Linked DNA regions of Sus scrofa: region 2 is linked to region 1. Evidence: chromatin contacts called from public promoter capture Hi-C data. All regions are on one chromosome and are shown on one strand. Each heading gives the region's core, a stretch centred on a gene start, on an enhancer-like site or on the middle of the called end of the contact. The rest is flanking DNA. Distances are from core to core; before and after follow the strand shown.

Evidence for each region. Promoter capture Hi-C pulls out the DNA fragments that hold promoters and counts their contacts.
Region 2: a promoter capture Hi-C map of fetal skeletal muscle shows a contact between it and region 1, with 9 times the contacts expected there. The contact joins the promoter of ZNF32 here to the promoter of CXCL12 in region 1. A contact is called at or near these places in 2 of 5 promoter capture datasets (fetal liver and fetal skeletal muscle), 1 of 47 Hi-C or Micro-C datasets (skeletal muscle) and 1 of 2 datasets of contacts at active chromatin or transcription factors (skeletal muscle).

The regions. Positions count from the first base shown.
Region 1 is chr14:91,515,025-91,521,283 of Sscrofa11.1, forward strand. CXCL12 (C-X-C motif chemokine ligand 12) reads left to right here and starts at 1,428. Exons shown (of 4, transcript NM_001009580.1): 1 at 1,428-1,538; 2 at 5,755-5,872. The coding sequence starts at 1,478.
Region 2 is chr14:92,148,025-92,154,108 of Sscrofa11.1, forward strand. ZNF32 (zinc finger protein 32) reads left to right here and starts at 3,207. Exons shown (of 3, transcript XM_021073021.1): 1 at 3,207-3,310; 2 at 5,668-5,807. The coding sequence starts at 5,738. It also overlaps the pseudogene LOC102167823.

The sequences.
Region 1 (6,259 bases), core at 178-2,677:
TCACTAGTGAAGCCCAAAAGGGCGCTCTTTTCAGGTCTGGAACTCCCAGGTGCAATCCTTGTGCTCTGCTTGCAATCCTGTGCTCTGCTGGGTCACCTCAGCTGTCCAGGTTGGGGCGGGGCGGCTGCCAGGAGGACTAGACACTGCCAAGGGATGACCCTGTGGCTGTAGTCCTCTGGACCAGAAAAGCCAGCTCCAGGAGCACCATCCCTGGCATGAGGGGGAGAGAGGAGTGCTCTCATTACTTTAGGTCCTGCAGGGCATCCACTGGGGAGATGAAAAAAATACTGCATTGCATTTTTTTGCCTACTATGTATCTGACTTGATGTTGAGCACTTCGTGATGGTTGGGAGGGGAGTCTCAGGTCAATTCTAGTTCCATGCCGAGGGGTGGGAACGGGGTTTAGCCCACCTCACATTTGAGAGCAAGATACAGATTTTTTTTTGTCTTTTTGCTGTTTCTTGGGCCGATCTCGCAGCATATGGAGGTTCCCAGGCTAGGGGTCTAATCAGAGATGTAGCCACCGGCCTACGCCAGAGCCACAGCAACGCGGGATCCGAGCCGCGTCTGCAACCTACACCACAGTTCACGGCAACGCCTGATCGTTAACCCACTGAACAAGGGCAGGGACCGAACCCGCAACCTCATGGTTCCTAGTCGGATTTGTTAACCACTGCGCCACGATGGGAACTCCGCAAGATACAGATTTAAGTCAATTCACCATTACTAAGAGGCTCCTGGGCAACTGCCTTTGTTTTCTTTCCACTACACAGCATTCTATTTCAGAGCTTCAATTTTACAATTGCGGAAACTGAGGCTCAGCTAATAAGTGATAGCTTTGGCTCAGAATCAGAGTTGCTCTGATTGCAAAGACCAGTCTGGCCACTTTGTCCCAGCTTTTCTGGCCACTGAGCAGCGAGTGGAGGCGGATGATCACTTATAGGTAGGTCCTATACCTCCAAAATAGGACAATTTTAGCTACCTCAGGTTGACGCTGGTTCAGCTGGCCCTCAGCCCTAGGACCAACCTGTTTGTTTTTCCTTGGTTGTCCTCCAGTTCCTGTCTATGGGACTTAATCTCTCCATCTGCATAATGGGAACAATAACTAGCCCTGCAGCCCAGCCTCACTGAGTGGCCAGCTTCCTCGGAGCAGGTCAGGCTTACAGAACAGGGCCCAGCACAACTAAGAAGGTCAAAGGCTGGAGCGCACCACAGTCTCTGGAGCATCTCTGGGCAGGAGGAAGGGGGGGAAGGAGAGGACAGGGCGAGCGCCCCTGTGGGAGGGGACGCTGGTCAGAGCCCCTGGCCACAACTAGGATTCTGCTCCAGACCCGCCCCTCGCCGCGCGCCCCGCCCCGCCCCGCCCCTCTCTCGCCTCTAAAGTGCCCGGCGCGCGCCTCCTGCGGCCGCACTTTCACTCTCCGCTGCAGTGTCCCCAGTGTGTCAGGCCTCCGTCCGCTCGCCGCCTACTCCTGCCATGGGTGTCAAGGTCCTCGCCGTGCTGGCCCTCGTGCTGACCGCGCTCTGCCTCAGCGATGGTGAGTGGCCTCGGCGATCGAAGCGTGGGCAGGCGTGGGACTCCATGCCGGGCCGCGGCTTCCCTGTCTGTACCCGCGCAGTCCCGCGCGAACCTAATTCGCGCCGCTGTGCATCGGGGAAGTTGAGGTGGCCCACTTCTCGGGGCGCACTCCCTCGGCATGCGGGGTTCAAAAGCCGCGTCGTAGCACCCTCGGCGCTGAAACTTCGCGCCCTTCAGCCGGGCTCGGGTCCCGGAATCTGGAAGCAGCCGCCAGATCTGCGGCAAGCTGTAGAGCGAGGTCTGGCAGTATAACTTGGTGCCAGTGCGCCCAGGGCGCGTTTGGAGCCCGCGCTGGAGGGGGAAGTTGGGGAGCAGAGTCTCCAGCTTCGCGTTTTGGCCCACCTCCCCTTGACCGCCCACCTCCCAGTTCGTGGCTTCCCGCGCCCAGCTCGGTTTCCAGATCCAACGGGCTCAGAGGCCCCGCTATGCACCGGACTGGGGATGCGATCCGCGGTTTGTGTTGGAGAGAGCGCTTTTCAATCGCGACGTGCTTGTGGCGGCGATGCGATCGGGTGCAGCTGCGTGGCGTCCTTTCCACGCACCCACATAAACGAGGCTTCGCGGGCGGGCGTTCTGAGCAGCTGTCGGGTTTGCGCCACCCGCCTGGCTGCGCTTCTGTACAGCTCCGTGGTCCGTAGCGACGCGGAGAACCTGGGCGCATATCCAGGCACTACCTTCCCTGCCTCTTCCTGGGGTCAGCCAGGAGGGGCCCGGGGACCATCCGGGTCATGCGTGCGCCTACCCACCCCCCAAACACACCTGCAAACTGGCGCCTTTGTCACCAGCCAAGCAAGTGCTCTACCTCGGAGTGAATGCTGCCCTAAAATTTCATCGCCAAGGCCTTAGGCCACTGGGAAAGGTGGTGTCCCGTTTCACAGCGAGAGGGAGAGAGCTTTTTTTTTCCTTTTGAGGCTTAAGAGAAATCTCACTGTCCTGTTACAGGATACCACTGCTGCAAACCAAAATAAACTGTTGCCTCTGAACACACAAAACAAAACCATGTCAGCATGGGTAGGCCATGCTGAGTGTTCTTGGCTGGATGTTTCCAACAAATCCTGCAAAAGGGTTCAAGGACACTGAGTGCTCCATGCAGCTAAGGTCTGTCTAGGGCTGGAGCTCCTGGAGCAGTAGGCTAGGTTGGGCCTGAAAACCTCCGCTTCATTATAGGTGGCTGGTGGCTGACCACCTGGGAATTGTTTTTTAAAAGTATAGCATGTTGCTGATCAGTGTTGCCAAGGGACCACCAGCACCAAAGGCAATTTAGAATTTTTCTGTAAGCCGAAAAAGTTGACCTAGCCTGTGTCTTTACATTGCTTCCCCACCTCAAATCATGGGGAACACTCTGGCTTAGGTGTTAACAATTGAGTGGTTTGGGGAGAGGGGAGCTGCATCCTCCTGCTGTCAGAGGAAATGGTGCTTCCTCTAGCTGCCCCCATCCCTGGGGAACTACAGAAATGACTGGAATGCAGGGACCTAGGACCTTGAGTCCTGGGCACAGCTGACCTGGGGGGAGCACAGAAGGAGTGGGGACCACATTCACAGACTCCTCCTGACAACGGGAAGGGTTGGTTGCTTGCTTGTCTTTGTTGCCCTCTTGGCAGCTGGGTGGTCAGGTCTGGGTCCTGGGCTCCGAGGTGGTCTGGCTCTCTTTGCCTGCATAAACCAAAATGCATTTTGGAACCAGCTGGAGCCTGTGTGCTCATGCTGAGTTCCCTTGTCCTGGCTATGGCTCTGGCTCCTGCCCTCCCTTCCACCAAGTAGCTGGTTCCTTGGATGCCCTGGGCTTCCAGGGGTTAAACCCATGGTGGGGTGGGGTGGGGTAGAATCCCAGGCCTAGTTGGAGGGGCTGGCTCTGGCTTGGGGGCTTCTGTCTCTGCATTAGAGTGGAAGGACTGTTCCAGAGCCAACTTCAGCAGAAGCCACACTCACCAGAAGCCAAGTTCACCCAGACCCTGGGTAACATCTGGGCCAGTCAAGCCTCTTGCCTATACACAGAGTTATATCCAAAACAGTTGGAAAAGTGAGAAACATTGGCAAAAAGCTGGCAGGAAGGGCACCAGTTGGACACAGCACCTAGCTCTCTTGGTAAGAACACTTGGGCTCTGTCCCTTTAAAAAAACCTGTTGAAATTCTCCACTTGACAGGCAAGCAACTGGGTCCTGGGAGCAGGAATAAAAATTGCCTTTGAAGGAAATGGATAATCCCAGGGGGTGGAGAGGGGAGAAGAGAAAGAGAGAAAGCTTGTGTTTTGAGCTCAGAATGGGCTCTGATTTCTGGCCTGATCTCCGCTGCTTGGTTAATGGAGTCAGAAAAGCTTCTCAGAGACTCCAGAGAGGAGGAGCCCCCACCCACCACAGCACTGCCCTCAGCAGCTGTTGGGACATGCACCTTCCAGCTTGCTGCTCTGGGGTTAGGACCAGTCCTGCCTCACCACCGGGCTGCATGTTCCAGTCCTGCTCAGCTTGGAAGGACCCCTGAGAATTCCCGGGGAAGCCTAGAGACAGGACACTGAGAGGGGAGATTTCTCCTCTTCCTTAACCCAGGCTGCCCAGCCCCCAGCTCTGAGTCCCTTTTCGCAGGTGATCTGGTTACAGGGCAGTACTGGCTTCCCCTGCAGGGACCCAGTGCAGCAGCTGCTAAAAGCCAGGCCCGGCAGAAACTTTCTGGACTCAGCCCAGGTGTAAAGATGAAGGCTGCACCAGGCTCTCCAGGGTCATGAGTCCCTGAGCACCTTGAAGCCAGGCTTTCTCCTTCCTAGTTTTTAGGGAGTCCAGGTTGGTCCTGAGGGGCCATGTAGTCTGCTTTCCCCCTGACTTGATGGCTAAATAGACCTGCTGTACCCAAGGCCATGACACCCCTCAACTGAATTCAGTCTGTAGAAAAGAAAATTAAGTCCCTCACTCACAGATTCCTTCTGCTTCTTTGTTTCTTTCGCCCCAAAGTACAGAACTTCAGAACCACTGGGAGCTCTGTAAACAGGCAAATTTAAAACAAACAAACAAACAAAAACCCTCTGGACTAAATATTCTCAGACATACATTTAATCCCTGATGAAAGGATCCACAAATTCAAATAATTTGGGGTATTAAGTAAGGCTTGGATAAAAATCTGCAGAGAATGCGCATGCGTATGTATACACACACACACACACACACACACACACACACACACACACACACACACACACACACACACACACACACACATACACCCCTCAGGGGTTGCAACTCTAGACCTACGGAGTGAGCTGTGGGTTCCTCAGGAGCCCTTTGCTAATTTACACTAATGAGTGTCAATTATGGCATTTTGCAAATTGGTGAATTGGCAAACAAAGCTGTAATCCGACCCAGGAGGGAGGCTGTAGCATCTCTGTACAGGCCTTGGAACCACATCTGCCCCCTGCTCTGGAAGTGCAGGGCGAAAGAAGGTGGGCCCTCGCCTGCCCTCTGGGGATTCCCAGGTAGGAAGCCAAGGAGGGATTCTTTTGTGGTAGCCTGGGCTTAAGGTAAATGTGAGGAGAGGAGACTGCAGGTGGGGGAGGGCAGCATTCCCAGCATTCCCTGGGGAGCTGACCTGGCTCCTGGGGAGGGGGGAGGGCAGGGAGAGAGCAAGCCTAGCAACCCAGCCCTGCACCTCCTCCCATTTCCCCAGTCCCCAATGGGGAGTCTTTCTCAGTTGGCCCTGGGAGAGTTTAATTTAAAAAGAACTAGGAACCTCAGCACCTTGGACTGAAACAGTTCTTTGCTGTGATTTTCTCTTAGTGGGTTAATGTTCCAGCATTGTCACTGCTGTGGTGCTGGTTTGATCCCTGGCCTGAGAACTTCCACATCCATAGGCTCAGCCAACAACAAAACAAAAAAAAGCCCCTTTATCTTGAGACACCTGAGCAGGGGGGTGCTCTTATATTAACTTCCCTTCCCTCCCAGGGCCCAGCTCTCCTGAGGTCCTTCTGACCTCTTGCCCTGTAGAAGCTGAGCCTGAGCCCACTCAGAACTCACTGTGCTGCACAAGGAAAAGGTCTTGGCCAGGATGCACCCATGACTCCTCCCACTGCTCCCCCTCCTACCATCATTCCACCCTCTGACCCCTTGGCTGCAGACCCAGACCCACTTGTATCTGCACGGCGTGGCAGGATAATAATAAGCTGATGCCTGGTTCTTGTTAACCTCTTCTAGAGAAACCGGTCAGCCTGAGCTACAGATGCCCTTGCCGATTCTTTGAGAGCCACGTTGCCAGAGCCAACATCAAGCATCTCAAGATCCTCAACACTCCGAACTGTGCCCTTCAGATCGTGTAAGTCTGAACATCATCCTCCCGGGCTGTTACATCTAACGGGCATGGGGATGTCTAACCTGCAGATTTGTTCCAGCTAGAGAAATGACATGTGCCAAGTGTCTGGGCCTGAACTTGACTTAATTAGAGGCAGCTGACATTACCACCAGGCAGGGGTTTCAAAAGCCACTCATCCTTGGTGCCCTAACCTTCAGTCCTGTGCTCACACAGGCCCTTGTCTCTTTTTTCCAAGCTTCTTCCTTTTCGTGCAAGAGCTGGGAGCACATTCGGATGTGCCCTTAGACTGGAGAAACATGGGCTCCACCAGAATTTCTTCTTGCTGAAATATAGCAAATTAGCCAGCTCTTTGCTAGTAGCAGTTCTGTCCATCCTGCCAATTTCGGGGCT
Region 2 (6,084 bases), core at 1,957-4,456, 630 kb after region 1:
CAATCCTCCATTTAAAGGAACCAGGAGTCTTTTCCAAGTCAATAATTCACTTAAGAATTTACTGCAGAATTCTGCAGCTTTCATTCCACATTTAGGATGCAATTATTTCATTTTTTCTTTTCCTGGTAGGTTTATTTTTCTCTTTTTTCTTTTTTTATTGGTCATAAAATATTCATTAAGGTATACTTTAGTGAATATAATGAATATAAAATTTAGGATCACAATATGAAACAATTGCAATCCACTCAAAGAGTAAAAAAATCTGTAGAAGTAAAATGTGTATTTTTAGGACTTTTTGATAGGTATAAGCAAATGTCTAATTAGACTGAATTGTCTCAATTTAGACATGGCTGAAAATGTCTATTTCCCTAGTCTCTTTTACATTATTTTCCATTCACCAGCTAAGAAAATTTTCTCTTAGTTTCAATTAGCACTTTTTAAAAATTAATAGCATTTTTCCTTAATTCTATTGTGTGTGTGAGTTGCTATCCTTTACCAAATTTCCAGTGAAATTTCTTTTTCCTATTGAGTTGTATGGTCTCTTTAAAGATGATAGTGATTACCATGTTCCTAGCTTGTCGTGTATTAACTTCATTTAATGGTGGTGTTGACACAGAAGTACTGGATTTTAATGTAGTCAAATCCAGCAATCTTATTCTTCACTGTTTCTGCGTTTCTTACCATGGTTAGGAAAACCCTTCCTATGCTGAGATTATAAAACTATTAAACCATACATTCTTCTAGGCCTTTTGTGGATCTGGGTTTTACATTTTACATTTAATCAATCTGGAGGCTATTTTGGCACAGAAGTTAGATAAGTATATACTTTCATTTTTTTTGCCAAATGTTTAGCCTTTTGTCATATAATCAGTTACCAGATTATCTTCGTTCCATAATGTTTTAAAATGCATGTGAAATAAGGGAATAATTCTTTGGTAATTTTTCAAATTGACACTGCTAACACCCTCCCTCAGCTCTGTGCCTTTCTGTTGAGTGGGTGTCTTAAAATGCAGGCCGTGGTTAAGGGTTGGGCCTCATTCAGGATCTGGGTAAAGACTGCTATGTGTCTGTCAAGAGGGTGGTGGGTGGGTCTCTTCTGGGTCTCATCAACTCCAGTCCTAACTGCTCTCTCCTCCACTTTTTATTCAATGCACCCACTTTCCTGAGACACCTTAAAAGAATTCACGCAGATTTGTTAAGGTGACAACATTCCCCCTTTACAGTCGCCTTCTCCACCAAAGCTTTGTCATCGCTTTCACAGTGGGATCATCCTAACAACCACAGCTGAGCCTGACCTCAAAAGAACTGATAAGACTTCTAGGCACATGGTGTTGTTTTTCAACGGAGGAAATGACTCCCAGACCTGGGGGTGACATACGCAGCCTTGCAGCTTTGCGGATACAGCCCTGGGAGAGAAGGGAGCAGAGACACTCATACAGCACCATCCAGTCAGCTGCAAGGACTGGCCTTTGCTGGGTGCCACCTGGGCACTGAAAATTGTCTGTGGCTGCTCTAGAAGGAAAGGATGTGATGACTGTGCTTCACCTCCTAATGCCCTACCCCTTTCTCTCTGTGATTCTGGAGCAAATAATGAAGGAGGCACCACAGGAAGCTCTGCATTTGTGCTGAGGCGCCTTCAGGAGCCAGGCCTACAGGGCAGTTCCCCCTACACACTCAGGGACTTTTCTGTACTGCTGTCCTGGGTTTTGAGGAAAGGTGTGTGTTTGTCTTCTAAACTAGACTGTCAGCTCCCTTCCTAGGAGAAGAGAGTATATCTTTTTTACATTTATGTGTCCAAAGCCCAGCAGAGTACCTGACGCTTAAAATGGGCTCAGAACATACAGGTTCAATGAACTTAAATAATGATGTTATTAGTGATAGTGAAACTAACACTTAGCAATCAACTTACACTTTGTACACAGTGAGAAATTAAATGTTTTGTTTTTGTTGTTAAATGTTTAACAGGTGACTTTTGGGTAGAGGACAAACACATAGTAAGAGGAAACATACCTTATGAAACCTCTCCTTTAATAGGATAAACTAGCCTCTGCGTAGGAGCTCTGGAGCAGGGAACCTGGAGAGAATTACACTGAGGAGAGCTCCAGGATGAAGGAAGACGAAAGCGATTCAAACGGGGAGGAAGCCCAAGCAGTCTCAGCCATAGAAAATTTTAATACCATTCTTCCCTCTCCCAAATTCCCTTTCAGAGGCCAGGATCCTATAAAAATACATTTGAAGGTGGCTTAAGGCATTTAGGGAGCCTTGCCCCCTCTTAGGATCACACAACAGGATTTGAATGCCTGTACTTCACAAAGAAGCCTCATGAAAAAGAGCTCATCTAACTTGCTGAGTGATTTTCAAAACTTACAATTTATCCATGTAAGAAAAAAATCTAATTTCTTATCCTAGAAAATAGTGTTTTCTCTCCAAAACTCAGAGGGGGTACATGCAGAAAGATTTTTTTTTTCTGGGTTCTTACATACCTGCCTTTGCTCTGCAAGTATCAAGAGGGTGACCTGACTTGGATTCTGGCCCTTTCAAGAAGCCTCTGTAGCTGCCACCTAACCACATCCTGGGCTCCCCACCAGGTAAGAAGCCTATCCAGAATTCTGCAGCTAGTCAGTGGTGGAGCTGACATGCAAATTCAAGACAATTCCAAACCGGATCTCTTACCCATTATTTCGGATGCAAATTCTTTAACGGGATAAGAAGAGCATAGCCCTCCACCAGACTCCTCCCCAACCTCACTAAATTCTCCTCTGGTGTTCCAAAACGCCACAGACTTCGCTTGAAATATCTGCTCCTCGCCTCAGAGCTCTAACTACAGAATACTTAGTCTTTGCTCCCCCAATGGCTCAAAACAAAACCTCCAAGCACCCAAGGTTTTATCAACTCATTTCTTCCCAATGAGCTTCCTCCCACCATACCTAATGCAAGAACCCAGATTCTCAGTTTCTTGGTTCAGCGGACGACTTCACAAGCTGCCTACACACGCCTGGCTAATTTGAGCAGCCTTTCGGCGCTCTTGGTGCCCGCTCTACATACACCCGCGAACGAATCAGCGCCACCGGCTGAGGACCATATGGAGGTGGCCTGAGCGCCCAGCGATCACCTGGACCCGCAGAGTCCCGAGAGGCCGGACGCATCGCCGAACTACGTTTCCCACAGTGCTCGGGAAAGCCGGGGCCGCCGAGGCCCCAGCCTCCAGCTCGCGCGGAACCTCCTGGGAGCTGTAGTCCGGTCTGCTCGCGCCGGCGCTGCTGTGGGATCGGTGCCGGCCTTTGTCTGTCTGCGGGCGCGCGCCGCTGCGGTGAGTGAGGCCGCCGGCCGGGTCAGTGCGCCCGGGTGAGGCGGGGCCCCGCCGACAGGCTACGGCTCCCGAGCTCCCCCGAGACCCTGAGCGGGCCTGACCAGCCTGGACCCCCAGGGCGGCCAACTAAGAGGGGAGAGGTCTGCGGCCCGCAAGAAAAGGTCCATCTGGACCAGAGAGCGGGGTGCTGAGGCCCAGCACGCAGGGCGGCCCTGGGGGCCCGGGAACGCGGGGTTGGGGGAGCCTGAGGCGGGAGGGTAGAGCCTGTTCGGACTAGCGGGGGCCCCTCCGCCGCACCGCAGGGCGGGGTGTGGGGAAGGCCTGGCACCTGGAGCTGTGGGCGGGGAGGCCACAGTCAGGTGTGCCCCAGGGCCTTAAGAAGTTGGACAGGGGAAAGCGGTGTCTCTCTGGGGTGGGTGAATGGGAGAAAGGACAAACCCCGCTGGGTGGAGAATGGGAAAGGACAAACTGGATTCAGGTGTGTGGAGGAAAAACTCACCCCTACCCAGAATTTCCTAATCCTGAAACTATCCTCAAGATAGCAAAAGTTCCCCCTCTTCTAGTCATCTCCTCAGGACTTCTCAACTTTAGGCCTTAAGTCTGTAGGACATGTCAGAGGCCCTTCACAATTGGTTTTTTATTTGCCCAGGAGCTACTTCATATTTGTTATCAAAGTATTTATTAAGTGAGGAGATAGAGTGAGGGCTGTTTGGTTACTTGCCCAATGTCATTTGAGAGGACTGAGAGTGTAATCCAAATCTCTCATGGCCTAACTCTAAACCACAGGATATAATGGCCTTTCTGATAGGAAAAGAAATGTTTTCTAGTATAAAGTGGCTTTCTCCAAAATCTTTAGGAAATTGACTCCCCAGACTTGTGTAATCTAGGGAGAAAATTATGACAGATTCCCTTTATTAATCAAAGAGGTTCCATAGACACATCTGAGTTCTTCCTGAATATCTCACAGCACGTGGAGAGGCACAGCTGTAAATTCTACCCACGGTTCCAAGCTCTATTTGCTGGACTCACCAGGGACAGAGTCCAACCTTAGGCAGCAGGTACATATACGTTACGTTGACTTGGCTGATGTGCAGCTGTTGAGCAGTAACACCTTGAACTTCCTAGTGAAAGGTCCTGTAGTGTCCTGACACTTTGATAGGGCATTGCATTGTGGTTTATACTCCAAACTGAACCTGAATCTGCCAACTAAGAGTTTAAATGCCTCTCCAGTCACCATGATATGTAGCAGAAAATGCAGGTGTCAAGAAGACCAGATGCTTGGATTAACACAGAATTGTTGCATCACACTGCTATTTCATTAAATCAGGAGGTCAGCATTTTCTTGTTAAATATTGGAGGAAAACAAAGATTATACACTGAACCACTGCATAAATAAAGTATAAGAATTCAGTAATTAGGGTCCTGAAATAAGAATATTCCCTCCAAAAAAAAATAATAAATAAAAAAATAACGTGGAACAAGAGGATTTCTAGGATCTGGAAGAATAGGAAAGTCTGGTCAAACTCTGTTCCATTTTATTCCATTTTGTAAGAATTCTGACTAGCTCATTAGTGATGAGGAAGTAGAGAATTGTCTGGACTTAGGCTTTGGATCCCGAGAGTCTTGAATTCGAACCTTACTCCACCTTGACTCCTTACTGGCTCTGGGACTTGTGGTAAGTTATTTCCCTTGTCAGAATGCCCTGGGCTTGGTTTTGGAGTCTGAAGTAGGTCTTCTTTTTCCAAGAATTGACAAGTATTTATACTTCCTCAGAACTGGTTTTCTCATATCTCAAAAAGCAGAAGTGTGGGTGTGAGTCTAGAGCCTCCTAAGAAGTGCTAAAAAGATATAGGAAGTCTCTTTTTCTGTCCCAATAACCTAGTGGGGACTGGAGAGGAGAGCTGGAGCCATTTCAATCATAGAGCCAACTGTAAAGGGTAAAATATTGTTTTTTATATATTCTAAATTTCTTTGGGGGCTAAGAGATAAAGTAGCAAACTGTTACATGGAGGAAGTTCCAATCACTTGCAAAAGATTCCAATCACCTGCAAAAGCTAAGGTACAAATAGGAGGGACATTATCTTAGCATTAGCAGGAAGAGGTACATGTTTGCTTTATGGCTTCTCTGCTTACTCTTGGACTCTTATATTTATAAGTGGTCATGGTACCTTTTGGCCCATCTTGTGGTTTCATGGTAGGTGTCTGACATTACATCAGGCAATCCACATTTCCTCTATTCACTCATACCCCAAAATGGAGCGCCTGTTGACTTCATTCTTCTCACTTAACAATCATCCTGTCCTTTAATGTTTGTTTTTGTTGTTCTGTTTTGTTTTTGTTTGTTTTTTCCTCTCTAGGTACTCAAGAGCAGCCCATGGAAGAATCATATGAGGAGGTGGTGATTAAGGTCGTACGGCAGGAGTGGACATGTTTGGATTTCCAACAGCTACACTGCTGGACTGTCATGGAAGATATGCCCAGAATGTAGCATTTTTCAGTGAGTTGGTTGATTGCTGGGATGCCCTCAGCCCACAATAATCAGTGTCCCTGTCCTCAGCACAGGCTGTCCTCAACAGGCTGAGGATACAGATAAGACATTCCTTTGGTGGAGCTCACCATTTCCGGGGGTTACAGGGAAAGCCTACAAGTTGGAGTTAGAAATAATAGTAGAAACAGATCAAGAGAACAGTCTTATTATGAAGTAGTCTTGAGGTAGTCTCTGAAAGAATAATAAGCAGTTTTTAATCAAGCACAATCACTGAGTAAGAAAGGAT